2 separate regions of the Manis pentadactyla genome follow, and region 2 is linked to region 1. A link is a contact called in public Hi-C data. All regions are on one chromosome and are shown on one strand. Each heading gives the region's core, a stretch centred on a gene start, on an enhancer-like site or on the middle of the called end of the contact. The rest is flanking DNA. Distances are from core to core; before and after follow the strand shown. Region 1 holds the start of RNASEL (ribonuclease L). Region 2 holds the start of NPL (N-acetylneuraminate pyruvate lyase).

Region 1 (7,806 bases), core at 2,114-4,613:
TTTTATTCTAGTCCTTTATTCTAGTCTTTTCCTATCCACAGTGAAAAGACGCCCAACTCCAAAAACACTGGAGACTCACCTATTAAAATGTTTTGTGGCTTCAGATCCCAGTGAGTGTATCCACACAATAGGTGTAATTCTTCAACAGCCCTAAATACAGATGAGAGGACATTCCGGGCAAACTCATCTTCTTCGTTTTCCACAGCCTCCCCTCCACGCGTGGCCAAGTCCTCCTCTAGGGTCTGCTCACAGAGGGCGAGGCACACATACAGACACCCATTATGGCTCTCACACCCATAGAATGCCACCAAGTCACTGTTTGTTCGGCTGCTCTGCAAACAGGAGACTTCCTTATGTCCACGTGTGCTACCTTCATAGAATCGCTTCACAGCTACCTCTTGCTCTTCATAGAAGCCCAGGTAGACGCCTCCCTCAGAAGTGTCAGCAATCTTATATTCTTCATCAATAAAGATCTTGAGTTTGCCAATCACAGGGCGGTACATCGCGTGGAGATGTGTGAGAGCTGCCCCCCAGCGTGAGCTCTGAGGCTTCCAGTCTTCAGCAGGAGGGTGAAAATATTCTCTGGCTCCATGAAGGACAAGAAACTTTGCAAGGGAATGGTCGTAATTGCGCCTTGCTAACATAACAAGATCCCCACAATCGGTGCTGGCTCCGTGCTTGCACAACAATTGGGCGATTTCTTTTAGTTTGAGTTGGACAGCAAACAGCAGTGCTGTGTTGCCCTCTCTGTCTGTATCATTGATCTCTATATCTTTTCGTTCCAGAAGCATCTGCACTAAATCCACGTTCTTCCTTTCCACTGCCAGGATCAGGGGTGTCTTCCCTTTTTCTCCCCTCACAGTGACATCAGTCCCATGGTCCAGTAGAAGCTGAGTAATGACTTTCACATTCCTATCATCAGAGTTCTTAAGAGCATGGATCAAAGCATTCCTGCCCATATTGTCACAGACTGTGACATCTGCCCCCATCTCATCAAGGAGAATCTTTACAACCTCTAGATGGTTATTTTTAGCCGCATCCATGAGGGCTGTGGCCCCACCTTTCCTAATCCTCTCTTGCTCCTCCTTCGTCTTCCGACGCAAGTTCACCTCTGCTCCACTCTCATACAGAAACCTTAAGGCTTCCACGTTACCATATACAGCAGCTTCCATGAAAGCTGTGAAGCCATGAGAATCACACTCATTCACATCTGCTCCTTTAGAAAGGAAAAGCTTGAGTAACTTCACATTTCCAACAATCCCAGCAAGGATGAAGGGAGTAGCCCCATTCCTCTTCCTCAGACAAGGGTCGGCACCATGATGAAGCAAAAGACTCACAATGTCCTCCCTGGAATTTTGTACTGCATTATGCAGAGGTGTCCAGCCCGAATGGCTTTCCTGGAAATTGACATCAGCGCCCCTTTCCAACAATTGCTGGATCAGCTTGACATCTTCTTTTCTAACAGCTTCAATCAGCAAATAATTGTCTTCCACCGAAGCTCTTCCATTGCTGCAGGGGGTAGATCTGTCCTGGAAGTCAGTATGTTTCTTGGTCTCCATGGTGATAAAATACCACTGGCTACAATGTTTTGCCTTTTCTTTGAGAAAATGAAAACTTACTTCTTTGGGCCACCATCACATGGAGCTCATAGAAACTCCCGTTAGGGTAAATAGGGATAACGAGACCAACAGTACAAGGAGGGAAATACTCTTGGAGTCTTCTGACATTCTACCTGGAGATGAGAGAGAGACTTTGTAATTTTATAATAGTGAGAAAACATTTGAATCAGATTAATTTTACTAGCAACATTAAATATAAGAAAATTATTACTCTATAGTCCCACTGCCCAGAAATAGGTGGTGTTAATATTTTAGTATACTTCTGTAGATTTTTTTAAAACAGGGTCATGCTATATAAAAGTACCTTTGCACCCTGCTTCCTTTCACTGAATGCCATACTAGAAACAATTTCCTGTATTATTGCAAAGTCTTTTAAAACAATTTTAATATGCCATTAGTTATTCATTTCCCTATTACTGAGCAGTTTTTAAAAATAATTTTTAAACAAGATTTTTAAAACTAGAATTTTTAACAATTCTAAATAATGGTGCAGCAAATTTAGCTTATTTTAGCTTGTTTTCTTATGATAGATCTTCTAATATATTTCTTATATAGATTTCAAAGAACTGAGCCGCTGGTCAAAGGATATGACTGTTTTTAGGGTTCTCAGCCCATATTAATAAATTTCTTCTGATGTCATATAAACACATTGTTACTAGAAATAGGTGGTGTCTTTTAAAAAAACAACAACAGAAGCCTCATTTAATAGGAAAAAAATATGTTTTTTGCCGATTTGCATTTTTTATAACACAGGAAGTTTGATCACTCTCAGCAGACTCTTACCCCGGGTACGTGTGCTGCTCTTTAAAGGAGTATCGTGTAGACGCTGGCCTCAGTAAGACCTAGGTGTAAGCTGCTGTTACTTCCTAACTGTGTAGCCTTACGTTATTGAGTCTCAGTTATCTGTTCCTTCAAATGGGGCAACAATAAATATAGTCACCGCCAATAAAATACAACCCGAAAGTATGGAAGATGTTAGACATTCAACATATGATGGAACTAATTATGTCCCTCTAGGAAAAAAAAAAAAACCTTTAATGCATCCTACTGTCCCCACCCGTCTGCATATACACACTACACAAATAGGGAAGGGAGGGGGCAACTTGGCCCAACTGCTCTGATTAAGCTCTGAAAAATATAGATCCAATCCAAGCATCAGACAGCACCAAACGGTTACCCAAATATTTCTAAGACTGCATCTGCAACGCCTTCCACACAGCAACCGCTTTTCAGCAGGCTCGCCCTCTGGCGGTCTCAAAGCCTCCACCCTCAGAGGTCTAATCAATTGTGCTACAGAAGCTCGACCACCAGGCGATGAAACCGTCATGCCAAATGTTTGTACAGATAAGTCCCGTCACAGAGGGTGTGAGATGAGCTGGTGTAAAGATGCAGAGAAGGAAAGAAAGTCAAGAAACTCCCAGTTCCTTTAAATATTCAAGTCGAGAATAAAGACAGCCCAGCAAAAGCCCGGCCATGGCTGAGTCCCGCTTGCAGTTTCGTTTTCTCCGTGTGCCCCGGGATGCCTGATTAGGAGACCCAACCCTGCAAACCCGCGGGCTCCGCGCTCCCCGGCACTCCCAAGCCCCGCACCGCGGCCCCCTCGGGTCCCCTGACCGAAAGAACCCTTAAAGAAAACAATTCCGCAAGCTTTTCCAGCTCTGCTCCTCTGGCCATCTTACCTTCTGAACTCAGACGCCTCCTCTCACTCCTTCCGCAGCAAACAGTCCTCACCGGCAGGAATCATTTCCTCCTCGGGACGTCAGCGGGCAGGGCGGGGCCGCGAGGAGGAGGGTTCGGCACCCGCCCGCCTCCCCTGCCCACCGCGGACAGCCTCCCCTCCGCACCCCTGACAGCCGGAGCTGAGCTTTTCCTCTAGGAGAGGAAAAACCGTGCCTCTCCCCCGGCAGCTGGTGGCTGATTAGAAATCCAAGACCCTGCTGCCGACCTTTCAGCCTCTCGGGTCAGAGCATCTAGCTCCATCCTTACCACAGTTCCAGATCCCTAATCTTCTTGAGGGAAATGAATGGTAAATAACATTTATTGGGCACCGACTGTGTGCCTGGCACCATGCGCATTGCTCCACAAGTGACATGGTCCCAGTTAAGCCCTAAGAATCTCGCTGCTGATGAACCTGAGGCTCAGAGAAGCTAAATAGGCCCAGAGCCCCAGCTCCCTCACATCTGGGGGTGCTCAGCTTGCTGCCCTGAGGTGATGTTGATGCCGGGGTTCTTGTTCACGAAGCCAACGAATGAGCTTCACAAACACTCAAGGTAGGAGAGCAAGGTACAGGCTTTTATTTAGAGATAAAGTGAGAGGACAGAGCTCCTGGCTCACGCCAGGAGGGGACAAGAGAGTCCGTGGTGGTGCGCTGTCTAGTTTCTAGGGGATTTATAGGCAGCTGAGAGACTAAGAGCTAGGGATGTGGATCCACCAGATGGTCTCTAAGTGTTTATTCTTAAAGAGACACTAAGTTTCTTATCAGTTTTGCAGACTATTTTGTGGAGTTAACGTAAGAAATTTACTGCTTTGATCCTTTCTTAGAATAGCAGTTTCTTGGCTTGGGAGTAGATCAGTCAAGGCTGCTTGTCTTGCTTTCAAGGTGAGCTGAGTTATTGACTTGATTAGGGCTGCAGGAGGAAAAGCAGCATCTGGGTAAAGTTAAAGATAAACTGGGCCTTTTAGCAGCTAAAGTAAATTTTACAATAGCCTCATTTAATTGACACAAACAAGACATGGGCTATGCTGAGGTATTTTCTTATCTGGGGGATGTTCAAACACTCCCGGCCCAGCTATTCCTGGCTTTTTAGTTTTAACTAATCTTTACTGAAGAATGCTTATATTCCTAGTTTAATATTTTACTTTAGAGAATTAATGGGACTGTCTCTGTTTAATTGTTTAATATGGAGTTTTGGTAGGGGTCTTTTTCCAGAGGCCCTCTCCCTACTCTGACTACACCCACGGTCCCTGTCTCAATGTGGCGCCCTCAGAAGGGCACAGGGCTGGCAGTCTGGAGACCTGGGCCTGCAGCTGGAGCAATGGCTGTTAGCGGACAGACCTCAGGCAGGTGGTTTAACCTTGTCAGGCCTCAGTTCTCTCACGTAACATGGTTTGTAAGGTCCCTGCTCTAGAAGTTCTGTTCTTGCCATTTTCCCAGCACGCAGATTTATGTGTGTACCTAATGCTGCAGTGGGAAACATTCGTGTCCTCAAAGAACATGCAGTCTCTCTCGAGACACAGACCCCTGACCATCTTGAACCAGGAGAATCAAGCTGGGGGTGGCCCAAGAGACATGCAGAGTCTGACAACTCTCATGGCAGGAAGAGACATCAGTCTGTCCACAGAGACCACAGCCACTAGGCGGGGTTCAGAGCTCCAGACTCTGAAAAGTCACAAAGAGCAGAGGGGAGCAAGCCCAGGGGTGGGTGGGGATCCTAGGTGGAGAACGTGCAAACAGAAACCAAGACCAAGGACAAACAAAGATGACCCCCCCATCCCTCTGGTTCCCCCTTCCTATAGCCAAGAGGTTAGAACTGGGGCACAATCCCTCACCCTTTCCTTCTTTTGACCAGAAAGATCCCTAAGACTGCAAGGATTGCCTCTAAGTCTGGGAATGAACTGTGCTTAACTTACCAGAAGCCCTTCTTGGATCTTGGCAAGAAGACATGGGGTCATATTGAATCAAATACAATATTGATATTCTCACTACTTCATCATGACTTTGCTAACCAAACCTAGACTTTCCCCCTTTCCTTTGACTGTAGTAATCATTTACCTTATTTATTCTGTGACCTGTTAAGAACAAAATGAAAAGATGAGAAAATAGAGATGAAGGTAAAATAGGAAGTTTAAATTGAAAAAAAAACTACCCAGGAATGTTCATGACACAAGCAATTATAAAGTAGAATTCTGAAAGAGTAAACAAAGGTGTAGGAGGAAATACAGGCAAAGGTAAACACCAGGCACACGTAAGGCCAAGCTAGCACTTGAGAGTGAATGGAGGCTATTGCTGTGTCATTCCGTGCACATGGCGGAAGTAGGAAATGGCAAGACCCTTGCAAGCCAATGTCAAGGCATTAAGTCTCCAGAATGTTTCAGAGCAATGATGCTGAAACCAGGCCACCTAGCATCAAATCCAGATTCTTCCACTCTGCTAGAAAGATTACAAAAAAGTTTTTTCAACCCTCTCTATACCCATGCCCTTTGCAATTCAACTTTGTACTTCCTCTAATTAAGGAGGAGAATCTATTTCCCTCCTTGCATCTGGGCTGGCCTGGTGACTTGTTTTGCCCAATAGAAAGTGGCAGAAGGGGCAGTGTGCCAGTTCCAGAGCTAGGCATGTCTTTGTCTCTTGGAACACTGCCACAACCATACAAATGAGCCTGGGATAGCCTGCTGGTGAGAGAGGCACTTGGCCCAGTCACCACCATGGCCCAAGTCAACAACCAGCTGATCCTCAGATATATGGCTAAAGCCGTCCTAGACCAGCCAACTCTCACCAGCCCACCAGCTGATAACAGACACAAGAACCAGCCACACTAAAATTAGCCAATCAGGGCCCAGGTAAGCAGGAATACCTAGCTGGCCCACAGACTCATTTTTGCTTATTATTTTAAGCCATGGGGTTTTGTTATGCAACAATAGCTAACTGATATAGCCACTTGTTAGATCTCTGAATTAGAGCAATTCATTTAAACTTTCTGGGCCTCAGTTTCTACATCTGTAAAGTGGGGATATTAATAATAGTAGTAGTTACCTCAGAGGAATGTTGTGAGGATTGCAGAAATTAATATATGTGGAGCAGTTAGAACAGGGCCCATTGTATATAAGTAGCTACAGTTTATTGGGCACTTATTATCTAGGGAGCATTATGATCTTTTAAATAAACTTTTCCATTCTGTTTTCACAAAAGTCCTATGAAGCCAGTACTGTTACTATTCACCCATTACAGGGGAAACTGGGGCTCTGTGAACTGAGTAATGTGCTGAAGGTACTCAGGTAGTAGGTAGCAGATGTGGGGCTGAATTCAATTGTCCGACTTACGAGCCTGTTACCTCAATCATTGTACCACATTGTCTTGAAACTACCCCTTGGAACTGGAAGATGGAATAAGCTAAAGACACAGAACTCTCTCTTAAGTGGGGGCCCATTAGAAATAAAAGATTAATGCACACATTATTGCTTTTCTCAAAGTTTAAATTAAATCATTGCCTAGGTCAGTGACCAAAGCTCAGAAATCACCAACATTGTAAGTCAAGAGATAGATTTTCTCAATGACGGGGATGCAAGCTCCATTATCTAGCACCTGACTGCAAGACATCCCTTACCCTTGGAGTCTTTCCTCAGTTATTTACATTTCAAATCGTTCTTTCTTTCCCTAAAGCAATTTGAATAGCTGGACCAATTTAAAAGTTTCACTGGTAGGAAATTACCTTGAGATCAGTGCTTAATACACTCTGATCCTTTTTCCTTTTACCTAAGAGCTTCAGTTTTTAAAGTTAATTTCAGTCCCATTCACTAAAGACTTTTTAACCCCTGTACCCACCAGGCTGTCTTAGAAATTAAAATAATAATTCTAATTTCCATTAAAATTTTACATCCTTATTAAAATACATGAATAAACAAAACTACAAACTGTATCTCTTGGATAGAATTCCGAAGGAAGGAGCCCAACTAAAGAGGATGAAAGGCAAGCCATGCCAGGGGAAAAGCATGCATTGCCTGCTCTGGTCACAGGGGGGCAGCAGAGGGTGAGGAATGGTGGGGGGCGTTCCAAGGCACGGGAAGCACAGCCACTGATTTGGAAACAAGATTCGCTGACCTGGATTTGAGCAAGTACTGTCTCAACTAATAGCTCAACCCTCAATTTCTTCATCCAAAAATCTGGGATTCCCTGAAAATTAGATGAAACACAATGTGGAAACAGCTGTATTAGACTTAAAGAAAAGTAGAATCCTGACTTTGAATCTTGGTTCTTCCATTCCATTAAAAAAGTCAATACGTAGTTACTGTCTGATGCCCACTGTGTACAAGACACTGTGTTCAATACTAGGAATCAGATAATAATAACAGGTAATATTCATCGTGCAAATATATTGTGCCACACACTTTCATTTCATTCAGTGTTCCCTATGAGACGTGTACTCATTATTCTCATTTTACAGACAAGAGAACTAAGACTTGCAGAGGC
Region 2 (7,806 bases), core at 3,525-6,024, 170 kb after region 1:
TAGCTCCATCCATGTTGTTGCAAATGGTAGGATTTCTTTTATTCTTATGGCTGAATAATATTCCATTGTGTATATGTACCACATCTTCTTTATCCATTCATTTACTGATGGACACTTTAGGTTGCTTCCATATCTTGGCTATTGTAAATAGTGCTGCGATAAACATATGGGTGCATCTGTCTTTTTCAAATTGGGCTGCTGCATTCTTAGGGTAAATTCCTAGAAGTGGAATTCCTGGGTCAAATGGTATTTCTATTTTGAGCTTTTTGAGGAACCTCCATACTGCTTTCCACAATGGTTGAACTCCTGCAGAACCTTTTAAAGTATTGTCGCAAGTAGAAGATTCATTTGTGTGTTTCCCAAAGACCTAACGTTCATGTAGGCAATAGTTAACACAGACTAAACATGCTTCAAAGGAAGTTTTGCCTCTTTAATTATTTGAATATTGTCAAAGAAGCCTCTGCCAAGCAAAATTAATATTAATAACTTTCTCTTTTCTTTTCGACTTACAGCACCCTCATAATTCCTCTTGCTAGTGGTAAGACCAGGCACAGTTTTTCAAAAGGGTTTCCAATCCTTAGGGAGTAACAAATCAATCTATGCAACCACTGGTGTATCAGTCCAGAGATACAATTCAGAAAAAGGGCCTCAAAGCAGCAAGAGGCAATAGTCCCCAGATTTAATCCACACCAGGAATCACTCTACTTCTCAAAGATGCATTACAGTCCATTTTGTTCTGCTCCTGTGTCATCAGTGCTCCCTAGTTTCCCATTCTCTGTGCTGACACCATCCCTCTTGGCCACAGGATCCCTACTGTTGCATCAACACCAGTCAACAAGGAGGCACCCTCCTCCCATCAGTGAAAAAGTCTGTGTTCAGGCCACAGAGCTAGCATACTGCTCTCAGTTATCCCATCATTCTGCATTTCACACTACCTTTGCTATTTGAGTGCTTACCCTGGCAGGCACTATATGTGTCCCAGGCACAGAACACACAGGTCACTGTCCTCATGAGACTTACAAACTAATGAGCAGAAAAAAACACACTCGTAAGTTATGATAGGGAGGGAAAGCACTGGATATGAGGAGGGGGACGTCACCTAGATTGGGAGGATATGACGAAGTGAAATCTTAGGAGGGTGACACTTCAGCCATGATCTGAAGGATGAGTAGAAGTCAGCCAGATGAAGAGCATCCTGAGCATGTGTAAAAGCCCCTGATATTGGTAAGGACTTGGGCCTTCTGAGGAACTGGGAGAGGACAGAATACTCTAAACTCACTTCATTGGAAAAAGATACTACAAAATTTCAGGAGGTTTAATATCTGCAGGCACAATAGTAGCATTATTCATAATAGTCCCAAACTGGAAGCAACTAAAATGTCCATCAACTGATGACTTAATAATAAAATGTGATGTACCCATACAATGGAATATTATTTGGCCATAAAAAGGAACAAAGTACAGATACATGCTCTAATGTGGATGAACCTTGAGAACATTATGTTAAGGGAAAGAAGCCAGACACGAAAGACCACAAAATGTATGATTCCATTTATATGAAATGTCGAGAATAGGCAAATGTATAGAAACAGAAAGATTAGTGATTACTTAGGGCTGGGAGTGGGGGAAAAGGGAGTGGGAAGGGATTGCTAATGGGTACAGGTGTTGGCAGTTGACAAAAATGTTCTAAAATTGATTATGGTGATGGTTACACAACTCTGTGAATATAGTAAAGACTATTGAACTATTGTATGCTTAAAATGGTTAATTGTAAAATAGGGAATTGTAAATGTATAGTTAGGTGAATAGTAGGTGGATAGTTTTGCATTAATCTTAATAAAGCTGTTATTTTTTTAAAAATCTGGAGTAACAGATTCCACATTAAGAATGCCAAATATGGAAGTGCATTTTCTGTTCAATTCAGTTTTTCCTTTGAGCTTCTTCTCCTAGGAACCCAGTGTGGGTTCACCAAAGGGCTGAGCCAGAGATAGTTGAGCATGACTGAACTCTACTGCTCTCAAAACAGTCCCTTCCTGGAACTCAGTGTGTTCTCTGAAACCAATCTTATGGACAGGACTTTTCTCCCCTCAAGAGCATCTTCTACTTGTTGGCGCTCAACTTCAGAAGATAACCCCTAAACAGGAAAAGACTTTGGAGCCCAGCAAGCAGTACAACTTCTACTCATGGCCTGGTCCCCACTCTGAAGACCTCTGGACTTTGATGCAAAAATGAGCTCCAGCTTTTCCACCAGCCGCACTGACTGACATACCCACACAGCCAGAATTACAGCCAGTAATTCTCATACCTGTAACCGTGTTAGATATTCTTTACACTGAATGGAAGGGACTCTGCTCATCTATGGACAGATCTTTTTCTGGTCCGGAGCAACACTTCAGGATCCAATTTATAATCTCCTCCCTTCATAGATGTTCCCCAAGTAGCAGTATTTTGGGTGATTAAAATCCATTTTCTCTTTCCTGGTAAGGGCAGTGGTGACATTGTGATTTACAACAAGAAATACTTATTTGGTCTTCCTCCTGTTTCTGGCCCAGAGCTCCTAGAACCTTTAGAATGTCCTGTGATGACAGCGATAAACGTATTTCTCATTATGTTAATGAGGGGCCTTTGGAGAGCATCTCTGCATGGGGCTGGTTGCCCTGAGAACCAACCCTGTTATTAGAAGGTTAGAACTTCCAGTCCCAATCCCCCAACCTCCAGGAAGGAAGAAGAGGCTAGAAGTTGAATAATCACCAGTGACCAATGAGTTAATCAGTCATGCTTATGTAATGAAGCCTCCATAAAAACGCAAACGCTCAGGTTTCAGGGAGCTTCCAGGTCAGTGAACACATGGAAATTTGGGGAAAGTGGCACACTCAAGCTAGGAGAGAACACGGGGGCTCTGCACCCTTTCCCCATACACTGCCCATGCGTCTCTTCCACCTTGCTATTCCTGAGTTATATCCTGTTATGATAAACTGGTGATCTAGGAGTAACATGTTTCTCTGAGTTCTGTGAGCTGCTCTAGCAAATTAATAGAATCCAAGGATGGGGTCATGGGAACCTCTGTTTTATAGCCAGCTGGTCAGAAGTACAGGTAATGCCTGGTTCTGATGAGGTGTCTGAAGTAGGGGTGGCATGGGGATGGCATTCTTACAGAACTGAGCCCTTAACCTGTGGAGCCTGATCCACCTCTGGGTAGAAAGTGTCAGAATTGAGTTAAAGTGTAGGACACCCATCTGGTATCTTTGCATAGGTCTATATACTTTTAAAGATAAATGTCTTTCCCACAATTCACTGTAGTGGCTGTGCATTCTGAAGGACATATAACAGATACTGTGATGCGCCCCCCACCATTCCAGTGAGGCTCCTATTCCTGCCCTCTTTCTTTTCATCTCTCCCTCCACAAGTGTTAGACCTGCATGATATCTGAAAGCTCTCCTTGCCTGCTCAGGCTCCCATCCTGAACATCAGATAAGTCTCCGGCACATCAAATCCCATTTTAGCATCTGCTTCTCAGATTATTATAAGGAATTCTCACATTATTATAAGGAATTGTTTTATGCTACCATATTTGTATAAACCATAGTTTATGCATTTAGAACACTGGTTTAGTGGTTGACCATAAAGCTAATAACCTACACATTTTGGGTCTGAAATACTTAACTTTGCATATATTAAAGCGACTGAAAAAAAATTACCAACATTTTCCCATTGGGATATAATATTCTTATTAACATTCTTATTAACAGACAGATGTAACTAGGACTCTTCTTTCCTTTTTTGGCAGGATAATGTAAGTAGTGGTTAAAAGTTATCAGCTCCCAGACTACTTGAAGTCAAATCACAGCTCAACCACTCGCTGGCGCTATAGCCTTTGGCAAATCACTTGAACTGTTTAAACCTCTATTTCTGATCTGTGAAAAGGAATGATACTTCCTCATCTGTAATATATAAATTTAAAAAGTAGTACCCACCACATAGGATTGTTTTATGATTCATTTCTGGTGCTTTGTGCAGTGAAAATTATAATAGTGGATATATGACATAATGAATCCTATTACTATTATAACAGATGCTTTACTTTGCAAACCAGGAAGTCTGGGAAAATTTCTCTAAATAAAATAGCCATTCCCTGTTATGGAAAATTGAAAAAAAATCACATCAGTAAGAGAAAGCTGAGGACTTGTTTACAACTGTGTTTGATTTATTGACAAAACATATTAAAAAATAAAGTTGGCATTCCTGCAAGTAGAGATATTTTGGTTAAAAAAATACTCTTCTCTTTCGAAACTCTTCCAACTGCCCTCCAGAATAACTAATTCGCTTTTAATCTCCGTTCATCTCCTAACAAGAGAGTGTGCCAGGCTGGGGCAGCTGTACCAGTCTGAAGAGCACAAATCCCTGATAGGCAGTGACCCCGGCGTGCTTCAGGCCAAATTTCAAAACCCAGAACCACAAAATAATTGTTGTTCCACGACCCTAACAGAAGGAAAGGTATGATGCAAGGAAGCCCGAGAAGCGTCCACACGCGTGAGGACTGGCGGAGCAGAAGAGGGAGAAATTTAGGAGGGGTGAACTGGGGAGCAGTCGAGGCGCAGGTGAGCAGGCGCTCCCAGGCCCCGAGCCCCACGTTCCAATGCCTGCCACTCTCGGGAGCCGGGGAACGGCGCGCCCACGTCCCTCCAGCCCACTTGGGTCGCGTAACTCGGAGGGAATAAACCCACGTGCGCAGAGCATCTCGGGACACCGGACGCGCGGCGGGCAGAGGGGCGGGGCCACAAGCCCCAGGGCCGCGGGGCGTGGCGGGCACGTGGTGCGGAGCCCGGAGGCGGCGGCGGCGCGAGCGGCGGCGGCTGCCCAGGCGACGGAGGTCGACCCCTGCCTCTCGGGTGAGCGCGCCCGCGCCGGCATGGACCGACGGACGCGGAGCGGCCGACCTCCGGGGGTTCGGGCGGAGGGACGCGGGGGCCGGGACCCGGGTGGGCGAGCCGGTGACCGCCCGGGAAAAGGGAAGGCGGACGAGCAGGGAAGCGGGACTTGAGGAAGTGTGAATGCGACAGCCTGCGGCCTGGGGCAAGTGTCCGGACCGACGGGGAAAGGGGGCCCTGGGCTCGGGTGGGGGGGCCCGCCCCCTGGGCTCTCTCCAGACCCCATAGCCTGCCTGTCAGGATCCTTTTCTCAAAAGGACCTGAACCAGCTATCGAGTAGAAGAGAGTTTAGCGATTAAATTGGATACAATCCCTATGTTCTATGGGCAGTTGGTTCTGTTTATTTTTGTTTTTGTGTGTTTAGTTGCTCTGTTTCTTTGTCCACGTATTTCTCTCTCAACTCATTCTACATGTGCAAAGCTTCGTCCTCTTCTCCCACAAAGATTTTTTCATATTTTGTATTTGTCTTTTGAAACTTCCCTTTTACGAAAATGTGACTTAGGCAACCTGAATTCTTTGCACTAAGTGTTCTTGTCTGTGGATGGAGGTACAAGATTTCAAAAGTAATAGCCCCTCTCCAGGTTTCAGTAATAACGTTCTTAATGCATGTTAAGCCTTGGCTGGAGAACATTCTAACCACTTGCTTTTGATACAAGCTGTGAAGAATTTGAAAGCATAACATTACGAAGTTTATTTAAAACCTGAATTTACACAAAATATGGATCGTTCTCCATTACAGTTTTGATCTTTTACCCCCTCTCTTCCTGTAGGACTTGTGCAGTTCACAAAGTCAGCAAACTTTGCTCACTTATTTAGTGAACTGCTCTATGCAAAGTTGGATTTTTGAAGCTTTTCCTGCCCTCTTGATGGCTTACACTGTAGAAGAGGAGCCAAAATTACCTGCTAATAACTGTGATGTAAAGTTCTTAATAAAAAGCAAGTATTTGAGGGAATTCTGAGGAGTAAGAAATTATTTTCGATCAGGGAATGTTCTCCAGCCTTTTGAGTGAGTTTTAAAAGTTGGCTTAGACTGAAGGGGCTGAAGTGGGAAATAATGTCGTTCCTGGTGGGAGAGCCACAGGAGAAAGGCTGGCAGGCCAGACAAGGACAGGGAGGCGGGGGCTCCTGGGAATGGGTGAGCCAAGGACAAGATCAGAAATGTCTGCCGCTGGGAAGTTAGTCTGGCAGCCTGTGAGGACTGAAGGACAGGAGAGTGAGGATGAGGACAGTGATTCCCAGCTCCAGTCCCACACCTCTACAGGCCCCATGTTTTGGATTTTGTAGCCCATCAAACTGCATTTAGTGCCCTTAATTTGTTTTCAGTCAAAGACTTAAATAAAACAGCCAGTCCAAGCTTCAGACCACCTGAAGAATATCAGTGCAACTGCCCTAAATGTGAAATAAAAGCAGCTAAAAGCACAAGAATGTGGAAGTCTGTATGAACAGCCTAGCAGTGTTCAATTTAGGACACTTTTAATGCTGAACCTGGCTCTTGAGACTCTTACCACTTGAACCTTCTTGAGCCCCACTGGGCCCCTTGGGCCTGGGGCTGTGCACATTGGTCTAGAAAAGAGGTAACAAAGGAAAGTTGTAAAAGGGGCAGTAAATGGGAAGGGAAGGATGCAGGGAAAGAGGATAACAGATTTGAAACGATGTGGGCCCTGACTGACGAGAATAGTGAGGGTTGGGAGGAGGTAGCAGTGGAGCTGCGATGACAGGACAAAGGTGCTGGTACAGAAGTAATACCTGCCAACATCCAGTCGCCATCAGACAAGACTTCTGAGGGGGCCAAACTTGGACTTAACTGTGTGCCTGGCACTATTAGTCATCACTTTACAAGAATTGATTTGTTTAATTCTCAACAATCCTATGAAATGTGACTACTATTATCTGCATTTACGGAAGGGAAAGTGGAACACAGAAGTAAAATAACAGTCCCAAGGTCACCCAGCTGGTGAGTGGTGGAGCCAGGATGCAGACCCATGAAGTCTGACTCTAGAGCTGGCACTCTCACCCCTCTATGGTAAGGAACAAAGGAAGAAATTGTTTAGTGCATGAGGTAACAGCTTCATCTTGGGGGATCTGGAGTTGAGATGCTTGCAAGAGTGCCAGGTGAGAATAGACAGCAGGCATAATAGCGTCAGTTCTCATTTGATGTTTAGACATTCCTCTAAGGTAGACAAGGCGTATTACATCTGCTTTGTGTTTTCCATATGGGCCAGGCGATTATAATGATCAAAACTGCCAACAGGATTTTAGTTTCCTCTTCAAATTAGCAAAAGTCAGAGAAATCCTTTATGTTAATATTGGGTAAGGTTCCTCTTTATCACCCTGCATTGCACAGCAAAGCTGCTTGAAGGATTTGAGCTTAATTGTAGGAGCGAGTCTTGCTAGGGACATACCCGTGTACAAGGGGAAGTATCATAAACAAAAGCAGTAAGTTTTGCCATACTGTACCCTTTCAGGTTTTTGTCCTTGTTTTGTTCTCTTTCTGGCTTTAGCGGCTCCCCTAAGCCAGGACTCTTAGGGGATAGAGAATAAGTAGAAGATAAGATCTCTGTACTCTGTAAATTTATACTCCTATTTGGGGAGATGAGATTAAGCGTTATAAAGAGCAAACACAATGAGACAGTTCATAATTATGACTTATGTGAGCCAAATTTAAGTATAGAGGGCATTGGCATTTTAATATGCCAGTGACCTCAGAACTATAATTTAGCCCATCTTGTTCATCACCTATAATCATCACAGTGTTTGCTCTAAGACAAACAACTTTTGTATAATTGTCACCAAATGCTATCTGATTATACTTTACTTTCTTCTGAAATTGTTAGACTTTGCATTTGTGGCTTCCAATTTTTATGTCTTACAGCTTGAA

Evidence for each region. A called contact is a pair of places that touch in the nucleus more often than the background predicts.
Region 2: a Hi-C map of fibroblasts shows a contact between it and region 1, with 11 times the contacts expected there. The contact joins the promoter of NPL here to the promoter of RNASEL in region 1. A contact is called at or near these places in 3 of 3 Hi-C or Micro-C datasets (blood, fibroblasts and skin fibroblasts).

What each region holds. Positions count from the first base shown.
Region 1 is chr9:110,526,696-110,534,501 of mManPen7.hap1, forward strand. RNASEL (ribonuclease L) reads right to left here and starts at 3,364. Exons shown (of 7, transcript XM_057507937.1): 1 at 3,299-3,364; 2 at 80-1,732. The coding sequence starts at 1,559. It overlaps LOC130684953 (a long non-coding RNA gene), which reads left to right and starts at 7,798. Exons shown (of 3, transcript XR_008999379.1): 1 at 7,798-7,806.
Region 2 is chr9:110,700,110-110,707,915 of mManPen7.hap1, forward strand. It overlaps NPL (N-acetylneuraminate pyruvate lyase), which reads left to right and starts at 4,775. Exons shown (of 10, transcript XM_057507940.1): 1 at 4,775-4,889.